Linked DNA regions of Sorghum bicolor: region 2 is linked to region 1. A link is a contact called in public HiCAR-type data. All regions are on one chromosome and are shown on one strand. Each heading gives the region's core, a stretch centred on a gene start, on an enhancer-like site or on the middle of the called end of the contact. The rest is flanking DNA. Distances are from core to core; before and after follow the strand shown.

What was found. HiCAR-type assays count read pairs that join an accessible place to other places.
Region 2: a HiCAR-type map of leaf shows a contact between it and region 1, with 3 times the contacts expected there. The contact joins the promoter of LOC8070009 here to the promoter of LOC8073506 in region 1. A contact is called at or near these places in 1 of 4 Hi-C or Micro-C datasets (leaf mesophyll) and 1 of 1 datasets of contacts at active chromatin or transcription factors (leaf).

Annotation. Positions count from the first base shown.
Region 1 is chr7:50,461,170-50,466,429 of Sorghum_bicolor_NCBIv3, forward strand. LOC8073506 (probable phospholipid-transporting ATPase 8) reads left to right here and starts at 1,261. Exons shown (of 11, transcript XM_002444222.2): 1 at 1,261-1,842; 2 at 2,934-4,261; 3 at 4,347-4,457; 4 at 4,706-4,985. The coding sequence starts at 1,405.
Region 2 is chr7:50,844,170-50,849,019 of Sorghum_bicolor_NCBIv3, forward strand. It overlaps LOC8070009 (protein Dr1 homolog), which reads left to right and starts at 1,601. Exons shown (of 5, transcript XM_002444227.2): 1 at 1,601-1,831; 2 at 3,216-3,305; 3 at 3,912-4,006; 4 at 4,753-4,821. The coding sequence starts at 1,777.

The DNA.
Region 1 (5,260 bases), core at 11-2,510:
ATAAGTATTGTAGCACATTTATAACTATAACAATTAGTGTCCAATCATGGACTAATTAGGCTTAAAAATTATTTCGCAAATTATTCTGTAGCTGTGTTTTTAACTTTGTAAATAGTCTCTATATTTAATACTTCATACATATATTCAAGTATTCGATATGATAGAAAAAATTATAAGAGGGAACCAAACATGGCCTAACACTATCAGATCACAAATTCTCGAGCTGCCCTCTCACGATCTAGACGTGTTAAAGATTTACCCATGCGTGATCTTTCGTTGTATTTAACAAATATTGTCTAATTATAGACTAACTAGGTTCTAAAGATTCATCTTGCAAATTAAAGGTAAACTGTGTAATTTAGGCCTTGTTTAGTTCCAAAATTTTTGTAAAATGCTTACTGTAGCACTTTCGTTTGTATTTGAAAAATATTATCCAATCATGAACTAACTAGGCTCAAAAGATTCGTGTCGCAAATTACAGGTAAACTGCGTAATTAGTTTTTGTTTTTATCTATATTTAATGCCCCATGCATGTGCCGCGAGATTCGATGTGACGAGGAACATCTCAAAAATTTTGTAAAATATTTTGGAAACTAAACAAAGGTCTACTCCATGCATGTGCCGCAAGATTCGATGTGACGCGAAATCTAAAAAATTTTACAAATTTTTTAAAACTAAACAAGGCCTTATTTAGTTTTCAAAATTTTTTATGATTTCTCATCACATTAAATCTTTGGACGCATGTATAGAGTATTAAATCTAGATAAAAAAATAACTAATTACACAAAATTTACTTATAATTTATTAGACGAATGTTTTGAGCCTAATTAGTCCATAATAAAATAATAATTATTAAATATAAACAAAAGTAATATAAGAACCAAACTCAAATTTTTTTACCAACTAAACCGGACCTTAAAGCTGATGGTGCCTTGAGTGTGTGGGGAGTTATTCTAGATTCAAAAGCCGGTTCCCGGTGTCGTCGTGACATCCTCATCATCAGAAATTGAAAGGCCGGCGCCCATCAACAAGGCCCCACATGGTCTCCCCTTTTCGAGGAAGCGAAAGAGCAAAGCAAACCGCCGGAGGAAAAAGCACAAGCGCGTCGCCACGTGGCTGGGACCACACCCCTGACCCCACCGCACACTCTATATCCCCAGTTCCGCACAGGCACACGGCCCCACCTGCCGGCCGCGTCTACCTCCTTCCGTCCGTTCTCCAGGCCGTGTCCAAACTCCAAAGCACCACTCCCACTCCCTCCGCCCACGCGCACGGCGCGCCCGTCCTGTGCACACATCACAACACCACACGCCGCGCTCGTCAGTTGTCACGCACCCCACGACGCCCACGCCCCAACCGTCCCTCCAAACCCAGATCCTCCCCCGCCTCGCCTCACCCACCACCATGCCCATGGACACAGACGAGCGCCCCCTCGTCGAGCTCGCCTCCGCCTCCGCCGGCGCCGCTGCGGCCGCCACTACTCCCACCGCCTCGACCTCCGCCTCCGCTCCCTTCCCGGCCCCTGCCACACCGGGGTTCTCCCGCGCGGTCCGCTGCAACGCGCCCGCTTCCTCGCTCCCGGGCACCGATGGCGGCGCGCAGCAGCCGGCGTACCCGGGGAACGCGATCTCGACGACCAAGTACACGCCCGCGAGCTTCGTGCCCAAGTCGCTCTTCGAGCAGTTCCGCCGCGCCGCCAACTGCTTCTTCCTCGTCGTCGCCTGCGTCTCCTTCAGCCCGCTCGCGCCCTACCGCGCCGTCTCCGTCCTGCTCCCGCTCGTCGTCGTCGTCAGCGCCGCCATGGCCAAGGAGGCCGTCGAGGACTGGCGCCGGAAGCAGCAGGTGAGCGCGCACTGCTCTGCTCTGCTCTGCTGTACCTCCACGGGTTCAGCAAAGGCATTGGGACTGGTGGATGCTGATGTCTCTCTCCCGCCGAGTTGGTTGGGTTGGTTGGCCTGACGGCATTGGGGTAGGCAAATGTTGTTCATTGGATTTGTTGCTTAATGCTCGGGGATAATGGGTGGTTTTGATCTGAAATGTGGCGCGTCACCTCGATAGTCAATACTAACAATTCTGTGCGCCTACAAGGCAGTTTTTAATAGTTGTAGTGCATCTCTGCTTCATTTTCTTTTACGAGACTCTCAAATGTACAGTGTCCAGATCCCAGGGGGTAGTTAGAGAGTTCAATGCCTTTTCAGTCACTCAAACGCACTGTCATTTGGCTGTAGGTAGGATGTCATAATGGCATGTTTGCCTGCCTGGGATTGTGGACGGCCGTACTTTGCCTGTGTTTGTGATCAGAAGGGATTGCATTAATTTCTAGGGAGCGAGATAACTTTATGTTTTGTGCACTTGTGCTTCCTACTCGCCTACTGTCTTAAAACATTTGTGCCATAACATAGTTGTTTACGGCCTTGTTTAGTTCACCCCGAAATCCAAAAAGTTTTCAAGATTCTCTGTCACATCGAATCTTGCGGTACATGCATGAAGCATTAAATATAGACGAAAACAAAAACTAATCACACAATTTGACTCAAAAACTAATCACACAATTTGACTGTAAATCACGAGACGAATCTTTTGACTCTAGTTAGTCTATGATTGGACAATATTTACCACAAACAAACGAAAATGCTACAGTTCCGAAAACTTTTCAGTTTTCGGAACTAAACAAGGCCTACATATCCAGGGTAGTTGTATCTCCTATCAAGCTGTGTTGATAAGGCTTCAGCAAATACTATGTTTCTTTTTTCTCTGGGATACCCACACAAACTTTTGTTTGATTAACATATATATGTTTAAGCTATATCTGCTGTGTTAATGAAGTTTGAACTGAAAACATATTGTGTGGAAGTAATTTCCCAGCCATATATACATGCTGTTTTGTTTAATATTTACTGAACTGAATTTGTTTTTGACCTTCTTTTACATAGGACATAGAAGTGAACAATAGGAAGGTTGAGGTGTTTGATGGGATCCAATCATTTCATGAGACGGAATGGAAGAAGCTTCGAGTTGGCGATATAGTTAAAGTTAAAAAGGATGAGTTCTTCCCTGCTGATCTTCTTTTCCTTTCGTCTAGCTCTGATGATGGATTATGCTATGTGGAGACAATGAATCTTGATGGTGAGACAAACTTGAAGCGGAAACAGGCATTAGAGGTGACTATGGGCTTGAATGATGACCAGGTTTTCCATAGTTTCAAGGCTTTCATTCGATGTGAGGATCCGAATGAGAAACTGTATTCTTTCTTAGGAACTCTGTACTACAATGGGCAACAATATTCTCTGTCTCCGGAACAGATCCTGCTAAGGGACTCAAAACTTCGTAATACAATGTGTATATATGGCACTGTAATATTTACGGGACATGATACAAAGGTGATGCAAAATGCAATGGAGCCACCGTCAAAGAGGAGTTCAGTTGAACGAAGGATGGATAAAATAATATATCTCCTTTTTGTGATTCTCTTTGCTATTGCAACGTTCGGGTCAGTTGTGTTTGGAATGAAAACAAAGCATGAGGTAAGTCCAGGAAACTATGCATGGTACCTCAGACCAGATCAAGCAAATATATTCTTTGATCCAAACAATGCATCATTTGCAGCCTTCTGCCATTTTCTCACAAGCCTGATGCTGTATGTGTGCTTGGTGCCTATTTCATTGTATATATCGATAGAAATTGTCAAGGTGTTACAGAGCACATTCATAAATCAAGACCAGAATATGTATTGTGCAGAGTCTGATAAACCTGCAAGAGCTCGCACTTCAAATTTGAATGAAGAACTTGGTCAAGTTCACACTATACTGTCTGACAAAACAGGGACATTAACATGCAATTCAATGGAGTTCTTGAAATGTTCTATTGCTGGTGTTGCTTATGGAAATATGGCTACAGAAGTGGTGACATGTTATGGAGAAATAGCTGAAACTACTGGCAGTTTTGGGCACAAGGACACTGCTGAATTCAAGAGATCAGTCAAGGGGTTTAATTTCACTGATAGTCGTTTGATGAATGGAAGATGGGCCAAAGAATGTTCAAGGGATGCTATAGAAATGTTTTTCCGAGTGTTAGCTGTTTGCCATACTGCAATTCCTGTGGCAGATAGAAATTCTGCTGGTATGCCTTATGAAGCTGAGTCTCCTGATGAAGGAGCTCTTGTTACAGCTGCAAGAGAGTTTGGTTTTGAATTTTATCATAGGACACAAACGACAATATCAGTGCATGAGTATGATCCTGTTGTTGGTGGAAAGGTGGATAGGTGCTTATCTTTTCCACTGTTCTTAGTGATTATTCTTCAAAAGTGTCAACATTGCCAACATCATGATGCCTACTTTTTATTTCAGAACATATAAACTACTCAACATCTTAGAGTTCAGCAGTGCTCGTAAGCGTATGTCTGTCATTGTGAGGACAGAAGAGGGTCGACTATTTCTCTTCTGCAAAGGAGCGGACAGGTTCAATAATTGTTTTTACATGTGATGAAAATCTTCTATGTTTAACACTGCATTTCCCGTTTATAAGTACATATCCATGTCATGATAGTGTCAGCCTTAAAGTTGTGCAGCATATTTGAACTATTGCAGCTATTCTAGAGTGGACCTTTCTTCAGAGTTGTGAATTTCACATGCTAATATTTAATATTTTCAACCTTCAAGTTCTGTTGACATAAGTATATCATTATCTTTTCATCTCTGTGCTTCAGTGTAATATTTGAAAGGCTCTCCAAGGATAATGGAACAGCTTGTCTGACCAAAACGAAGTGTCACATTGATGAGTATTCTGAGGCAGGTCTCCGGACCCTGGCACTTGCATATTGTGAACTTACTGAAGAACAATATGTTGTATGGAATCAGAAGTACTCGTCTGCCAAGAATTCTGTACATACTGATCACGATGCAGCTGTTGAGAAGGCATCAGAAGACATTGAGAAGGATTTGGTTCTCTTGGGTGCTACTGCTGTAGAGGATAGATTGCAAAATGGGGTGCGTTGACTTCTACTTAGTGCTTCTTATTTTCTTAAGATAAGAGTCTTCTATTTATGTGAAATTTTGAATAGACAAACTTCTTTTCTATTTTTGATTTGTTAACCATTCTTTTTTGAACATTAAATACATCAGGGGTGCCTCCATTGTAATTTGTTAACCATACTTAGTGAGCACCATACTCTATTCCTGTGCAAAATATATTTATTGGGTTATTGTTACATAATTTGCTTCTTGTTTAGATAGTTTGTCACATAGTATGTTTCTTCTTTAGG
Region 2 (4,850 bases), core at 351-2,850, 380 kb after region 1:
CGTATAGTGCTAGGGCCTAGCATTATAAATTTATAATTCAATGTAGTTATCTGAATATATTAGATGTTGCCTAAGAAGCATTTGTTGGGTACTTAAAAAAGAAAAGAAACACAAGAAGAACAAAGTATTGTTATATTTTATGAATTATACATATATTGTAAAGTATTTTTTATTATTCGTGTTATATACAATAATTTTGATATAAAAGTTAGTTGAACGAGCTTTTGTCTTCTTACTTGCCCAAGGGCCCTTAAAATTGTAGAGCCGGCCCTGATAGAAAGGCATTTCACTTTGTAGTATGTGTGATCAAGAGTCAGAAACAACTCCCTTTGTCCGCACTGCCCTTTTACTTCTATGAGTACATAAGAGCATGGAACATTAATGTGGTTAGGAGACCTTACCATCAAGATCGGTGGGCATAGTCGTTGTAGAACTAAAATGCCCAACAATAAAAGAATAATTGTAGCCTTTTCTGTTTACACGACTTGAAACATTTGGAAGGATGTAATTGTCGTATATTTGAAGGCAAAGCTTCTATTGTTAACTAAGGTATTGTTTAGTTCACTCAAAAAACCAAAATCTTTTCAAGATTCCCCGTCATATCGAATCTTACGGTACATGCATGGAGTATTAAATATAGACAAAAATAAAAACTAATTATACAGTTTACCTGTAAATCACGAGATGAATCATGATTAGATAGTGTTGAGGAGATAGCACCCAAGAGAAAAAAGGTCTTGTTTGGAACCGCTTATAATCATTTTCATATATAATCATCGCACCGCGGAGATTTTTTTTGATTCTTGATTGTCGATTTTGCTAGTTTAAAGTTCTGGAGCAATGATCAAAAGAATTAGAAATAATCTAAGCATTCGGCACACCTGAATCAGGTTATAAGTGAAAACAAATATGGCCAAAAGCGTGTGGTCATCTGCCCTGTCTTTTTTTTTGTTTGAGCTTCCATTGTAAAACTCGCTTAATTTTCAAAAACACACACAAAAATTTTTTTGAGCGCGATGCTTACAGGAGCACCGCCTGAGCTGTTCGAGCACTGCATACGGTGGAAACTTGATTAGTCCATCATCAGTCATCACTACAGCGAGTCCGTGCTCAGCGTGGGTCCCACATTTGAAGAAACTACTACTCGTAAGCAAAAACGCACTTCAGGGACTATAATGAAATATTCTATTTTCTGATCGTGACGCGCAACTAGGGATGAAAACGGATCGGATACGGACGGATATCACTGATATCATATTTGTTTTCATAATTTTGGTCGGATTCGGATTCGAATACGGATAATATCAATCATGTCGGATAAGATATGATTGGATGTCGACATTATAAATACATGATTTAAGTATTCGGATACGGATACGGTATCGGATGTTGACTCTTCGGACTCGGATACAGACAGATCTGAAACCCTCTAAACAAATTCGGTCTCGAATACGGTCGGAAAATATCCGTACCGTTTTCATCCCTACGCGCAACGCACGCTCGATTTCCATCATAAGCCTGTAACAGAAATACTGAAACAACCCAGGGGTGTAACTGCAAAATACGCGCTTCGTTTTTTTTTACCCTTTCTATTCCTCTCCGGACTTCAACCCCACCTTCTTCCACCCTCGTATTGTCCCCGGCTCACCGCGCGCCCTAACCCTAGCTCCTCGATTCCACTCTGCCCCGAGCCGAATTCTCGCCCGAATTCGCTCGCGGGGGGCACTCGCTACCTCGCCCGCCTTCCGTCGCGCGGATTCGGTGCCGCGCCTGGAGATGGACCCGATGGACATCGTGGGCAAGTCCAAGGAGGACGTCTCCCTCCCCAAATGTAAGCTCCCTGGCCTCGTGTTACCCTACCCTCGTAGAAGCCGTATTCTGGCGCCTTTTATCGTGTTGAAATTTGACGCCATTAGGGGTGGGTGTCGTGTGTGTGTGTGCACGCGTGCTCTTCTTGGTCTGAATAATCTCGTTAGCTGGGTTTGGTTTGCGTAATCTTGTCAGATGCTACGCTAGGAAGCTGGGGGGTTTTGAAGCGATGCTGTGAGGAAGTTTAGGTTTGTCCTAAGTGCTATTCAATTTCTGCGCCAATCCGTATGTAGGATGGTTGTCCTGGGGCTTGTGGCGAAGTCTTGAATTTCGTGGATCGTGGATAGCTAAATCTGGTAGCCCTGTTGATAGTCAGGGGTTAGTCGACCTTTTTAATTGAAGGGAGTATAGTGGTGCTAGTTGATAGCTGATGTTGTTGCCCCTGGTTTGTTGTTTGTCTTCTAGTGGGATTCATGTTTTCTTATTGCTAAAAGATTGGGCGGTGCTTTTAAGTCCGTGTGTATAGTCATGTAACGCCTAAACTGTCGTGTTAAATGGAGATGTCGTTGGGCTATCTTGCTTGGAGTTACTCGCTTCAGTCTGGTTTATAAGGCGTGTGAGAGAGTTTTGGAAGAAGTCCACTATGTAGGGTGGATGGGGAATCTGATGAGTATTAGGCAGAGTATTAATGCGTCATGGGAGCTTAATTATTCTTTGCCTGGCACCATGCAAACTACTATGAGGTGGCACTATATAGTTCATTTATTGGGGGTATGCTTGAGTGCTCTGGACGGATCCAATACAAGGCTTCGACATGGCATGTAAGGGACCATGGGAGCTTAGCATTTGGCGCTGGTTTAATACAATTCCTCGGTCTCTTGGTGCTCCTTGTTATATGGAATTTGAGCCCCTGTGCCTTACAAACAGGACTGGATGGACTAGTAACTTAGTGTAGTTTTGATTTTGATGGTTTCGAGTTGAACTATGACAGTCCAGTTGTTGGAAATGTTGCATCATGTAATGGTTTGGTTCTTGTTGTGGCTTGGTATATGAAATCTCTTCTGTAAATTGTATGGCTGTTTGTGATAACATAGGAAAAGAGGGCTTTGTTTCATAATTTGGTATGTTTTTTCATATATTGTGGATTATACTTAGAATGTTTGATGACTATTATTATATAATAGTATGTATTGGGTTATCTTTTAATTAATGTCATACCATGAAATGTGAATGAACAATTATATGGAGTTACAACTATGCTAATATGATGTTTTTTCCAAATTAGTGCTATGTGATTTGAATAAAGTTCCTTGAACCTGGGTGGGAGCAGATCATCAATTGACGTCATTTTGTTTACAGAGTGTTTAAAATCTTGTACTAATTGAACTTTCTGCTTTGTGTTTTAGCAACAATGTTTAAGATAATTAAGGAGATGCTTCCTCCTGATGTACGAGTGGCAAGAGATGCACAGGATCTTCTTGTTGAATGCTGCGTAGGTAAGACATTTGGGTGCTGTACAGTATACACCACTATAGTATCATCCATCATATGGTATAACTTGTATGCTCAACTATGCAAGAATCACTGTTTGAATAACATGGCTCTGCACATGTATCTTCTTGTAAATTACAGCCTGACATGAATTGTTGTCCTTGAAATATCATTTTGGAGCACTGAGCTTTCTGGTTGTAGTTCAGAAGACAACGTAAGTGTCAGCATTAAAAATATACTGCACAATGCTGACTGTATTAACATATATGGTTATCTGTTTGATTTGTCTGGGAGCTTTCAAGCTTGCAGGTCATCTTGTGAAGGATAATAGATAATAAAAGATTGAATATGTTTTTTTAGTAGGATAACATAGATAAACTTGCAAGTTTATATCATTTCATATGCTGTCTTCATGAGAGCCAATATACTCCTACAATATTTTGTTCATTACTCATTAATGAAGTAACTACACAGCTTGTTCTGTTTAAATGGTTTACACTTGTATGGATCTCTCTCGCACAGCCTTACTTTCAACAAAAAAAAAAATCTTTGTAAGCATAGAGTTTGGGGTCTCATTTTCTAATCTAACTACTTGTAAAACCAATTTTCAGAGTTCATCAATCTCCTTTCATCTGAATCCAATGAAGTGTGCAGCAGAGAAGAGAAGAAAACGATTGCTCCTGAGCATGTTCTTAAGGCTCTAAGTGTTAGTATTTCTCCTTTCATATTTTTTTTATGTTTTGTTTCTCAAAGAATAATTTGAGGTAAACACAGGATTAGGTATGATGTTATCCTTGATGGTTTTGGGGGTTCTTGGTGAACTTTCATTATTTGGCTTTAATTTTGTGTAAACATGCTTTTGTAGATGCTTGTTTAATATATAGAAGCACATCATCTTTATCATTCCATTTTCTGCAAACTCTGTGTAAATATAATAATATACTTGGGGACAGTGTCTAAGAGAATCATATCAGTGATTAGCACAATCTAGAAGGTGAACATTTGAGTTCATCTAATCTGGTATAATAGACCATAACAAAATTTTGAGTTAACAGAATATTTGGGAGACTGTTAATACGTTCTGGCCTTCTGGGAGATGCATTTGATATGTGCTACTGCTACCTTTGTATATACTCCCTCCCAGAATGAATCAATTTAGTTGTCCTAAGTCAAACTACCTTAGGTGTGACCAACTTTATGAGGAAAATATCTGAGCAATAAATAAGTACGCTATGAAAAAATATTTTATTTTCTATCTAATTATATACTAAATTTAGTGTCATAAATATCCGTGCTCTTTCCCATAAATTTGGTCAAACTTAAGATAGTTTGAGTAGAAGTTGATTTATTTTGGGATGAGGGGAGTAGTGTTTATTTGTTTAAATTTGTGGTGTCAATATTGCTAGTCAACATGTGAGTTCCCTTAGCTTATCATAATTCTTCCTAAATCAGGATCTTGGCTTCAGAGAGTACATTGAGGAGGTTTATGCTGCGTATGAACAGCACAAACTTGATACTCTGGTTTGTATCACTTCTTACTCACAGGGCTC